Linked DNA regions of Sus scrofa: region 1 is linked to region 2. The links are chromatin contacts, called in public Hi-C maps. All regions are on one chromosome and are shown on one strand. Each heading gives the region's core, a stretch centred on a gene start, on an enhancer-like site or on the middle of the called end of the contact. The rest is flanking DNA. Distances are from core to core; before and after follow the strand shown.

Region 1 (6,313 bases), core at 3,507-6,006, 120 kb after region 2:
CACCCCAGGGGACAGTATAGGGCCCTGGGGCAAGAGGCTCCGGCAGGGTCCCCGAGGGGGACCGGACCGAGCAGCCAGAGGACAGAACTTCCCGGTGTTCGAGGAGCTGCCCTGGGTGGGGACTGAGCCTCACCGTCCTGCCTTGATGGATCTTTCACCTGTGGCTGGGAGGACCCCACCCACCTGCCGTAGGTCCTCCAGCTCCCTGACTTCGGCCTCATAGGAGGCGCTGTCCTCTCCGAAGTGCTCTGAGATCAGCTCCTGGTTCGGAGGGACAGGTGCCACACTGCCCGGTGTCTCCCAGACCAACGCGGGGCAGGGGGGCCCCGGAGGAGGGCTGAGGCTGGGGTGCACAATGATGGGGCTGCCCCCCCCCGCCCCAAGACCCAGCGATGTTCCTACTGGAATGTCCTCATCAACCCCCTCCCCCTGACAGGCCAGGACACTGAGTCCAAGGGCCAAGGTGGCCTCCCCCTGGGCCTAGTGGGCAAGCTGCCTGGGGCGGCCTGGCTCCTGAGCCCCCACTAGGACCCTGCAACGAGTTGGGTTTCTCAGCACGGGCTGACTGGAGGGGGTGGCCTCCTGCCAGCAGGACTCTCAGAGCGAGACAGGGACCCTGTAGCTGACACCCTTCCCAGGGTGCAGAGCCCACTGGATCTGAACCCCTGCAGCCTGGGGGGCCTGGCAGCTCCGGGTCAGACCCTTCTTCCTTCCGGGCCTCAGAGTCTCCGAGGGCTCAATGAGCAGGCTGGACCGGGAGGCCTGCGAGACCCCCAGACCCCGGAGCTCAAGGCCAGTACCCACCTTCAGGGGTGTGGCCCAGTCCAGCTGTTTGGTCTCCTTCAGCCCCAGGGGGATCATGGGGACAGCGATCCCGTCACTGGAACTAGAAGGACAGAACTCAGGCTCCAAGGTGGACCTGCTGGCCCAGGGGCCAGCGTCCCCGGCTACTGCTCCTGCTACAGGTGCCACACCTCTCCTGATTCTGGTACACACGCACCCCCTCGTGCTGTGCTGGATCACGTCCCCCCAAACGTGCGTCGTGGTCGGTTGGGGTTAGGCGTAGGGTCCATCCTCCATCCGACGAGCACGCACACTCACCTCTCAGGCTGCTCGGCATCGGCGTTGCCATCGAGCCCCTCCAGCTCCTCCTTCAGCAGCTGCAGGCTGGAGTTGACGTAGCTCAGCTCCAGGGCCACGGTCTCTCTGACCTGGGCATTGCTGGTGGCCCTGGGGGCAGCCAGGCTCAGGTGAAGCCCCAGCTCTGCAGATGGACCCCTGCGCCAGCCTGGGCGCCAGAGCCCACTCCCAGAGTGACGAGCCAGCGGGCTCAGACCCTTAGGGGGACAGCAGCGGGGTCCGGGGTCCAGGACTCACCAGATGACCTCACCCTTCTCTGAAACCCCCTGTGGTTCCCGCGGATTCCTGTCCACACGTGCGTGTCATGACACTGGCCCGAGCACATCGCATCAGAGGCAGGACTCCCAGGGCATGAGTGGCCTCTGCCACCTCCCTCCCCAGGACGCAGCACACAGCTGCCCCCCACAGCAATGGAAGCCAACTTCCCTGGAGGGGTGGGGGTCAGACCCTCTCTGTGGCTGCCCGAGGGGCGGGGGGGGGGTCCCTAGGAAGGCGGGGCTGCTAAGGAAAAGGAGGGCCCCCCAGAGCCCTGTCCTGGAGCTGGCTCTGTGCTCACTGGCTGTGGCTTGAGCAGGCCTGGGCCTCGGGCCATCACCTGTAGCCCAGGCATGTGTGAAGAGCTGGGCACACATGCTGCCATGCACCTCCCCAGTCGGAAGGACTGTTTCCCGGGTCCTCAGCCTTGGGACGCCTGTCACCTGCCGCTAAAAAGTGCCCCAGCTGGTCACCATGTGCATTGGAGTCTCCCACACCGCGTGGGGTGTGGATACCTGCTCCAGCCCAGCATGGCACTCTGCCGGCACTGAGCTCACCCCTGCCAGTGAGGCCCCCCAAGGTGGGAGCTGGCTGCCCCAGCCCCTAGTGGGAGAGCCAGCCCTGCCTCCTGGGAAGCCACAGTCACGGACTCACATGTGGACCGAGAACAGGCAGCCACCGGGGTCACTGCCCTGCCTCCTTTACGCAGGGTGGGCCTGGCTCGCAGGGGCCTCTGGGAACGCGGCACCGCTCTCCTGTGGGGCAGGGGTGGCAGCTGGTACCCCAGGCAGCCAGCACGCACCTGTACAGGTTCTCGGCCCCTGTCCGCATCCGTAGCTCTTTGTTGATCTGCTGGTGGATCCGGGCCCTGCGGCTCTGCAGGGGGTCCCGCTGCATCTGCGCCAGCTGATCACAGCCCTGCAGAGAGGCCGCAGTCATGGGGGCCGGGCCTGGAAGGACGGGGCCCCAGGAAGAAGTTGGGCACATCTGCTGGGGCTCTGGGACTCAGCAGCCCAGCCTGGAGCCCCCACCAGGAGACAGCCGACCGCCCGCCCAGCACACGTCCTCCAGCACTTGCGAATTCCTGGCGTGACCCCCACGACCCATCTCGCCCTCGCAGTTACTCCAGGCCACACGTGTTTAGGTGGGGGGGTGACAGCCAAGGTGCTCACGAAGAGCGATCTTTCAGAGGAAGCGTGCCCTGTGGTCACACACACACACACACACACGGCCGTTTCAGACCCCGTGGGGACTCCAGCCTGTCCCGGCCCCACGCGGGGGGCACTCTAAACAAGGCTCCTGGTGCACGGCCACCTTGGACAACAGCCCAACATCTCCAGACACCAGCATTCTCCGGAGAGGTCAGTCAAGGAGGACTTCCTACAGGAGGAGGCATTCTTCTGGGACTTGAAAGACAGAAGGCTTCCAAGCGGTCCTAGGTGTTGAGGAGAGAACCTGCACCCCACTGACCAACGGGATAGAGAGCAATCAGCCAGGAGGACTCCCCCTCTGGAGCCCCGGGCAGGCCCTCATCTGGAGGTGGACGAGGGCTGGTGTCCCGATGGCACCAAGAAGGGACAAGACAACACAGCCTCCCCCTCCCCGCTCCGCCCTGCTGGCTGGCTGTCTTCCCACAGGCCCTTCTCTGTGGTGCCTCCTGTGCCCACTCCGGGCTCAGGAGGGATGAGCCCAGGGTGTGAGCAGTCACCCCCTGCCAGGAGGCCTGAGACTCAGAGGCAGGGGCAGGCCCCGCCGAAGCCACACCCCTCTCCCTCCCAAGGTCCCACTGCAGAGCTCCAGCAGGTTCTCAGGGCTGTGGAGGACAGCATGGCCATCCGCCTGGGGAGCAGGGCCGCACTCGACACAGTTCATTTGGTCTCCTGTGTCAAGGACTCCTGGAGAGAAGTGTTGGAGGCCGGAGACCGCGGGGTCTCCAGGGAGCTCTGCGGCCAGCACCCCTCAAAGCCTTGCCACCCTAACTCTCCCTGCTGGCAGCAGGCTGGTTGTGTAACCTGGGCGGGCTGAGAGCCACTCTCACAAGTGGTAAAGGGATCTGCCAGCTCGCCCACTTATGGCAGAACCCCCACCTCTGATAAGGCAGCGACCCCAACACACCCTCACTGCTGTGGCCCCGACGGGTGAGGGTCTAGTGGATCCCCCAGAATCCCCAGGAGAAAAATGCCATGGGCAGTGGCCAGAGCTGGCAAAGTGTGGGGATAGCTATGCCAGCACGGGTCTAGGAACAAACCTGCAGGACGGTGGGCAGGGCCAGGCCGCATGCCCCCACCAGGCAGGTGGCATGGGACTGAAACCCCTCGTGGATATGGATGCCCAAAGCCTGGAATAAGCACTGGGGCAGCCTCACGGTGACCCCCAGGGGAGAACCGGGCTCCGGGCTGCAGAGTGAGACAGCCAGGGTGCCTCCTCTTTCCCGAACACAGACTCCAAAGGTCTCCAACCCCCCCAACCCCCCCAGCGATCAGACTTCAGAAGGAGGCAGAGGTGCGGGTGAGGAGAGACAAACACCCAGATGGGAAGTCCTCCAGCCACTTCCTATACCCAGGAAGCTTCAGCCGCCTGTCTCTAGGCCTTTCATCAAGAGATGAGTGCCCCGGGGCAAAGTTGAATGGCCCTAGGGAAGAGAGCAAAGCTAGGAAACGAGTGCCAGGCACGAGGAGCAAACATGAGGGCCACGGGCTGCAACGGACCCAAGCCCAATCGCTGCCACAGAAGCGGTTCCTGGAGCATTGGAGAAAACCACAAGCTGGGCTGGCGCTCCCACCGGTTTCTGGTAAGCGCAGGGCGGAGGTGGGGGTGTGTGTCCCCAAACAGGAGGGAGAGAGAGGAGCACAGGCAGCCAGCCAGCCAACCCGGCTCTGGCTCCGCATGGAGCCCTGGGTTCCCCAGCAGTAAGACCACCTTGCCTCTAGGGGCGAGTGAGATTCTCGGGGACCGGGTGGGTCCGCCCCCGCCCCCGACACTAGCGGTGCGCTCAGACGGGAAAAGCCAGCGTGGGCTCCACAGCCCCGCCGGTGGCAGACAGCCACAGGAGCCGGCTGGGTCTGGGACCCCTCCTCCCGGCGCCCCCTGCCCCCGGGCGCGCCCACCTTGCGGGAGCTGCCAGCCGCCTGCAGCTGAGTGCTCTCCTCGCCAGCGGCCTGGCCATCTGGCCTCTCCTCGGGGACCATCGCCGCCCGCTGCTCGGGCCACGCCCACCTGGAAGCCGATCCCGGCGCAGGGACCCCCGGCGCGCGGGATCCCGCACTGTACTCTTCTCCCGGTGGCCGCCAGGCCGGGTGGAGAGGCGGGGCGCTAGCCGCCGGGCGTGCGAAACTTGTCCAATCGGCGGCGGCAGCGACTCTGACAGACGGAAGCTTCGGCCAACCAGAGCCCGAGGGAGGTGGCTTCGCGGCCAGACCCCGCCCGCCTGCGCCCGAGGAGCCCGGAGGCGGGGGGTGGAGGGGGATGCGGTCGCCCCTGGCAACCGCCGGCGGCGGAAAAGGGAAAAACAAGGCGCGGCGCAGGGCCCTGGGCAACGCGGGTTTCACCCGCCCAGCGGCGGGGCCTCGGGGCGCCGCTCGTAAAGATTCGCCAAGGGGTGGTTAACAGTTTTGCTGGAACAAGCGCCCGTGCAGGTCTCGATGTCCGCTTTTCTCTCTGCGTCGGGACCCAGGCTTCGGCCTGGCCACAGTGCTAACAGCGGTCGGCGCTCCATTGCCATGCCTCTAGATCCTGCTTCCAGAACCTGCCCCTGGAACCCGCCTCTGGAGCCCACCCTTCAGAACGTCCAAAACCCACCCCAAGAACCTGCTGCAGAACTCGCCAGTACAATCTGCTTCCCGAATCATCTTACTTTCACAGCCCGCTTCTAGAACTGACTTGCCTCCGGGACCAGCCTGCCTGCAGAGCTGGCCTGCTTCCAGAATTGGACTCTTTCCGTGCCCTGCTCTCCTGGTGGGTTTGCCCCAGCGTCCGGGTCCTTTCCTGACTTCTCCAGGTATGATGACTCTGGAACACGCTCGTTTCATGCCCGGCTCACCTCAGGGAAGAACACACCCCTTGTAGGGGCAGGAACACCAGAGCATAAGCAGTAACGCGGCTAATCTTTATCACGTTGCCCTAAAGTTCCAGCCTTGCCATCTTCGCCATCACCTGGGTTCCTGCCACGCCTCCGTTCTTCCCCACAGGCTCTTGCTTGATCCTGCAAATCCTGTGAGCTGAGCTGCTTGGGCCGCCCTGGCCATCTGCAACAATAACTACGAAATAAGGGAATCGTTAACTCCCGGGAAAATAAAAAATAACCAGAGACGTATTTGACCTGACTCAGCGGTGTACCACTGTCCTGTGGCATCTTGACCCTGGACAGCTTTTACGAGTTTCTGTGGGGAGGGGAGAGGTGAAAGGTGAAGAAGTGGGTGAGAGAAGCGCCTCGTCCTCCTGAGGCTAAATCAATAGATAAGGCCTGAATTAGAAGCAGAATTCCAGAGGCAGACGCTTGTGGGTGGAATTGCGGAATTTGCAATGGTGGAATTCAACACCGCATTGGCAGCTCAGCGACTTAGGGGAGGTCGCCTCGGGGAGGGCAGCGGGGCTCTGGAGGAGGCTCCTCTTTGGCCGAGTGGTTCCTGTAGAGCTAAGGTTGGTGCGACGCTGCATCTTCTATAACCAGACAGTCCTAAAGCTTGTGTTTTTCAAGAGTGGGTGTCTAGGAGTTGACAAGAAGAAGCATCCCAAAGCGGAGTTCCTTTGTGGCACAGCGGCTAAGGATCTGGTGTTGTCGCTGCCGTGGCTGGGGTCCTGCTGTGGTGTGGGTTTGATTCCTGGCCTGGGACCTCCCTGCCCCCCCCAAAATCTTTCATTTTATGGGAGCTTATTACTATATGATATGATGTATATGTGAAATAAGTATTCTCAGCCA
Region 2 (5,826 bases), core at 3,119-5,618:
CTAGAAACAAGTTCGGGAAATATGGGGCTGCTGCGGAAGCCGACCAGGGGTGAACTGATAGGTCAGGTCCATTAGCCCCAAGGAGTGTGGATGCCACGGCCTCTGTTGCTATTGAGATCTGTTCTTTGATCTGACCACCAGGACGAAAAAGATCTTCTTTAGAAACCTTTGAGAATATAATTTACCGTTGCTAATGAAAAATAGAGCTGAACAAAGAGCTGTCCATAGTCAACAAGCTGGCCCTTTTCTGTTCCATGAGAATTAGGTCATAGTCATAAGTACATTGAATACCGAGAAGTCACGTGCAAAGTACAGGAAAAAAGACCCTCGTGAATGTCCCTTGATACACAGAATCACGAGGACATAGTTGGCGGATTGGAAGGTTAAAAACTATCTCAGGATGCACGACACATAATAGCAGGAAACAAAAATGTACATAAGCTAAGCCTGTCCAAGCAATAAACGAGCCGTCCCACACATGCTGGCTCTGTGTCCATTCTCTCGCCGACGCCGCTCGTCCTCCGGGAAGCCCTGGACCTGCTGGAGCTGGACTCGGGCAGATGCGCCTGGCGCGCGTTTGCTGAGTGTGGCAACGCACGACTTTTCTGTGGCTCCGGACCTGCACCCGGGCAGCCCAGGGCGGGGCGCTCCACTTCGGGGAAGAAAGAAGCCGGCCGAGAAGAGACGGCAGGGAGGGGGCTGTCAGCCAGAGGGGACACGGAGGAGACACGCCAAGGGGCTGGCCTGGGACGGGCAGGAGTCTGGGGCGGGCCAGGCTCTCCGGCCAGGATCGGGATGGGAGGTTCAGCCCCCGGGTTGGTCTCCTCATGCCTAAGAGGGAAATGACCCTGAGAGGTGTCTTGGGAACTCATCCGTGCAACGACTGGCACGGGGCTCGGCGTGCTGCCAAGGGCTGCAGGCACGCTCCACATGTTTCTCCTGTGAACAGAAAAGCTCAACCCTGAGTTTTTAATTTTCTGTGTTGAAGTACAGTTGATTTACAACGTCATGTTCGATTCTGGTGTGTGGCAAAGTCATTCATGTCTGTCTATCTATCTACATATATATTCTCTCATATTCTTCTCCACGTTGCTTTATTACCGGATAGTAAACACGGTTCCTTGTGCTGGACAGCAGGGCCTTGTGGTTCCCCGTCTCATACTCAGCAGGCTGTATCTGATCGACCCCTCCCCTCCCCCTTTCCCCCAGCACTTGATTTTTTTTTTTTTTTTTTTAGAGCTGAACCCACGGCCTGTGGAAGTTCCCAGGCTAGGGGTCCAATCGGAGCTACACCACGGCCCAGCAACACCAGATCCGAGCCATGTCTGTGGCCTGCCCCACAGCTCATGACGATGCTGGATCCTCACTCCCCTGAGCAGGGCCAGAGATCAGACCGGTCACGGATCCTAGTCAGGTTTGTTACCGCCGAGCCCCAACGGGAGCTTCCAGCACCCGATGTTCTTGTTCCTAAAAGGCCTGGCGTGTGTTTCGTTATTTCCTCTGGGGGATATTCTGAAAAGTGAAATTGCTCAGAAGGTATTCAGGTCTTGGCATGTATCGCAAATTGTCCTTCAGGAGTTCCCGTTGTGGCGCAGCGGAAATGAATCTGACTAGTAACCATGAGGATGCGGGTTTGACCTGTGGCCTCGCTCAGTGGGTTAAGGATCTGGTGTTGCTGTAAGGTGTGGCGTAGGTTGCGGACGAGGCTTGGATCCCACGTTGCTGTGGCTGTGGTGCAGGCTGGCAGCTGTAACTCTGATTCGACCCTAGCCTGGGACTTCCAGTGTGCAGGTGTGGCCCTGAAAAGAAAAAAAAAAAGAAAAAAGAAAGTCTATGCCAGCATCCAAAAAGCGAACAGTGCAGTTCCCGTCGTGGCGCAGCAGAAACAATCCAACGAGGAACCACGAGGTTGTGGGTTCGATTCCCGGCCTCGCTCAGTGGGTGAAGGATCCGGCATTGCTGTGAGCTGTGGTGTAGGTCACAGACACGGCTTGATCTGGCGTTGCTGTGGCTGTGGTGTAGGCCGGCAGGTGTAGCTCTGATTCAACCCCTAGCCTGGGAACCTCCACATGCGCTAGGGTGGCCCTAAAAACCAAAAAAAAAAAAAAAGCCAAAAAACAAAAAGCGAACAGTGAGGCGAGGCTCCCCCACCCCAACAAACACAGAAGGCAGGTGTTTTCATTTTTGCCAGCTTGATGGGTGTAACTGTCAAGGTCAGTTTTACGCATTAACTGTGACAGCAGCTACATCCCGTTTCCAGTCTCACAACTCCGGGGGACGAATCCACAGAACCGGCCTGCCCCCACCACCCCAGGACTGAAATCCAGGAGCAGAGAGCTTGCCCGGCCAGAAGACAAGGTCAGGGCAGGACCGCGAATGCGTCAGCCTGTGGTAAGAAATCGCCCCAAATCTTCAGGGTGGAGTCACCGTCCACGGGCAGCTCACGGTTATGAGCTGCCCTAAATCATGACCTTTAGGCTCATCTCTGTGCCACGTGGCACCACCAGAGTGCAAGGACTTTGTCGTTGTTGAACTGGCAACCAACGGCCTTGTGTTTGGCAGCCGCCTGGCTGTCCAGAGGGGCTGTGGTGCTGACTGGGCGTGCGCGGTCCACCCTCCAGGGGCGGGGGGGGGCAGCCCTGGCTGGTTCATCAGGTGATAGGTGCAGCCTTCTCGAGAGAAGCAAGACAGGGCAAGCCCAAAGACGCACTTGCTAAGAGGGCTGGTGAGAAACGCCATCTCTCTCATTCTCTGAGAACTCCCCGAACTCGCCCTCAGCATTTCATCACAGCCTCAGGGTCTTAAACAGTGTTTGTATTGCTGAGGGCCCGAGGCCTGCCGAGCCCTACCTCATGGCCTGAGTGCAGGGGCCACTCTGTTGCCCGGTCTTCCCAGCCTGGTGCCGCCACTGCCCAAGAAGCCCCAGGGGGCCCACCACTGTACGTGGACTGACACTGGCCCCTGGGAGGTAGGAGGCAGGCCTGGGAGCAGGCTGTGGGCTGCACCCTTACCTGCAGGGCACAGTGCGTGTACCCCTTGCACCATCATTGGCATAGGTTGTACCTCTAAGGGTTATAAACCCGCAAAACGTTTTTATTACTTTTATTGAAACTTTTTTTTTAGAGAAAATAAGTAAGAATTTAAAAAATTAACGTGTTTTCCCTTCCCTGTCCTCTTTCCTCATGTAGCTGTTTCCATATTGCATCATTTCCTTTCAGCCTGAAGAATCTCTTTTAAACATTTCCTGTTGCTCAGGTCTGCGGCAGACATTGTCCATTATTTTTTTTGTGTGTGTGGTAAAACATTTACAACATATAAGCTGTCATACAATCATTTTTTTTGCTTTTTCTTTTTTTTTTTTTTTTTTTTTTTTGCTTTTTAGGGCCGCATTCGCAGCATATGGAAGTGTTCAGGCTAGGGGTCAAATCGGAGCTGCAGCTCCCAGCCTACACCATAGCCAGAGCAAAGCGGGATCGGAGCCGCATCTTCAGCCTACACCCTGGCTCATGGCCATGCTGGATCCTTAACCCACTGACTGAGGCCAGGGATCAAACCTGGGTCCTCAAGGATCCTGGCCGGGTTCATTACCACCGACCCACAATATCATTTCTTCGTGTCCAATTCAGTGGCCTTAAGTGCAGTGACAGTGTTGTACGACCATCACCCTACTTGTTTCCACAGCTTGTTCGTCCCGGCAAACGGAAACCGTGTGCCCGGGAGGCACTATCTCCTCCCGTCTCCTCCCTTCAGCCTCTGGTGACCTCTGATCTTCTTCCTCTAATTTTGCCTCTTCCAGATATTTCATGTAAGTGGAACCTCACCATTTTTGTCCTTTTGTACTGGCTCATTTCACTTAGCATGATGTTTTTGAGATTCACTTATGCTGAGCATGATTCGTTCTTTTTCAAGGCTAAATCCTATTCTGTGGTGTGGATGTGTGCGCCTTCACCCCTACAGACACTCGGGCTAGTTCCGCCCTCTGGCTATTGTGAATGGCTAGTGCTTCATCCGCTGTCCTGTTCTCACCTCGTCAAGGTATCTACCCAGAAGTGGACCTGCTGGGTCAAGCCGCGTTCTAGGCTGTTTTTGGCCAAGACCACCGGCACGTGGCAGTTCCCAGAGGGAACAGCAGCGACCCCAGCCGCGGGATCCTTAAGTGGCTGTGACAGAAGGGAACTCTGATTTTAACTTTTTGGGGAACCACCACACTGTTTCTCACGGTGGCTCAGCAACGTACAGGGGTTTTTACAAGCTTTTACAGCCCCAGCAGTGTACAGGACTTCACCCATGTTTTTATTTATTAACTTATTTTGCCTTTTTAGGGCCACACCTGCGGCATATGGGCGTTCCCAGGCCAGGGGTTTAATCAGAGCCGCAGCCGCCAGCCTGCACCACAGGCGCCGCAGCGTGGATCTGAGCCGCCGCTGCGACCTACGCCACAGCCCCCGGCAACGCCGGACCCTTTGCCCACCGAGCGAGGCCGGGAGCTCACGGCTCCTCGGCGGACCCGTTAACCACTGAGCCACGACGGGAACTCCACCCATCCGTTTTATACTTGTTTCCGCCGACACCCCCAGACCGCCCATGTTTCCAGAGGTGTAACCAGCCTCCTCAGGGCCGCCCCATTTTCAGACGTTTCTCCCGGCGACTCGCGCAACAACGACAGAGCCTCTTGGGCCCGCGTTCTACCAGGTCGCTCCCGCTAAGCCCCCAGAGCATAAATCTACGCCGAAGGAACTGCGCTGCGGCTGGGGTAGGGTCTGACACTCGGCCCCTTGCCCAGGCCTGAACGCACGGGAACTCGCAGCGAAGGCGGCCAGGGCGCGGACCAGCGCGGGCGCCGCCAGGCCCCTTCCCGGCGCTCGGTAGTGACGTCGCCCCCCGCCCCGGCTCTGCACGGCGCGGCCCCGCCTCCCCAAGGCGTTGCCAGGGCGACGGCGGGTCGCCCCCTCTCCCTGCGGAGCCCCGGCCCTCGCCCGGGCCTCGCCGCAGTGCGCAGTCTCGGTACCGCCTCGCGCTCCGCCCCGCCCGCGGCGAAGCGGTCGCGCGGCGATGACGTCGCGGGGGCCTGGCCGGGCGTCGCGGACTCCGGAGATGGAGGAAAAGGAGCAATTACGGCGGCAGATCCGCCTCCTGCAGGGTGGGTCGGGTAGGGCCCGGGTCGCTCGTCCCTTTCTTTCCTCTCGCCTCGCGGCGGCCCCCTGCCCGCCTCCCCGAAGGGGGTCGCTCTTCGCCCGCTCTCTCGGCGGCCAGGTCGGGTCGGGTGGGGAGGTAGGTGGGGTCGGGCTGGGGCTAGGGCACCCGGGGGCCTTCCTTGCCGGCCGGGGTCAGCCCCAGCTCGGGTTTCGTCCACCGATGGTGCGGGCGTTTCCGGCGCTGCGGCGGGTGGCAGTGGGGCAGTCGCTTTGTAACCGGCGGGAGGCGGCTCTGTCACCCCCGCGGGCGGGCTGGTCCCCTCGCTCCCGGTGCCCGACAGCGGGCGGCGGGGGTTGGGCTCTGGCGCGGCGGGGGGCCGGGGGGGCCTGTTTCTCCCCTGGAGGCACGGTCAAAAGCTCCTTTTTCTCGTACAGCCGCACTCCTTGATTTTCGGGGCCCAGACTCCCCAGGCTTCAGTTTCCAAACTTTTCCAATTTTAGACCTAAGTTGGTTTTCTATACTTAAAAAAAAAAAAATTCCCCTTTTAAAGTTATACCACAAAGAGAAGACTAAAGGACTTGGAAAGCATATGGGGGAGAGTTCAAGTGGGCTGACCCGCCTCTGGGCCGCTTCCTGGACCTCTGCCATACCTGCCCCTGGCGAGGTGTTCCCAGGTCTGGACGTGGCTCT

The links. A called contact is a pair of places that touch in the nucleus more often than the background predicts.
Region 1: a contact with region 2 is called in a Hi-C map of omental adipose tissue, with 2.1 times the contacts expected there. The contact joins the promoter of RHPN1 here to the promoter of ZC3H3 in region 2. A contact is called at or near these places in 3 of 5 promoter capture datasets (fetal liver, fetal skeletal muscle and liver), 12 of 47 Hi-C or Micro-C datasets (alveolar macrophages, embryonic fibroblasts, fetal heart ventricle and 7 more) and 2 of 2 datasets of contacts at active chromatin or transcription factors (alveolar macrophages and skeletal muscle).

What each region holds. Positions count from the first base shown.
Region 1 is chr4:1,128,274-1,134,586 of Sscrofa11.1, forward strand. RHPN1 (rhophilin-1) reads right to left here and starts at 4,757. Exons shown (of 15, transcript XM_013993565.2): 1 at 4,503-4,757; 2 at 2,198-2,313; 3 at 1,102-1,230; 4 at 805-886; 5 at 184-261. The coding sequence starts at 4,583. TOP1MT (DNA topoisomerase I, mitochondrial) reads left to right here and starts at 5,906. Exons shown (of 19, transcript XM_013993526.2): 1 at 5,906-6,033.
Region 2 is chr4:1,005,559-1,011,384 of Sscrofa11.1, forward strand. ZC3H3 (zinc finger CCCH domain-containing protein 3) reads left to right here and starts at 4,369. Exons shown (of 11, transcript XM_021090418.1): 1 at 4,369-4,753.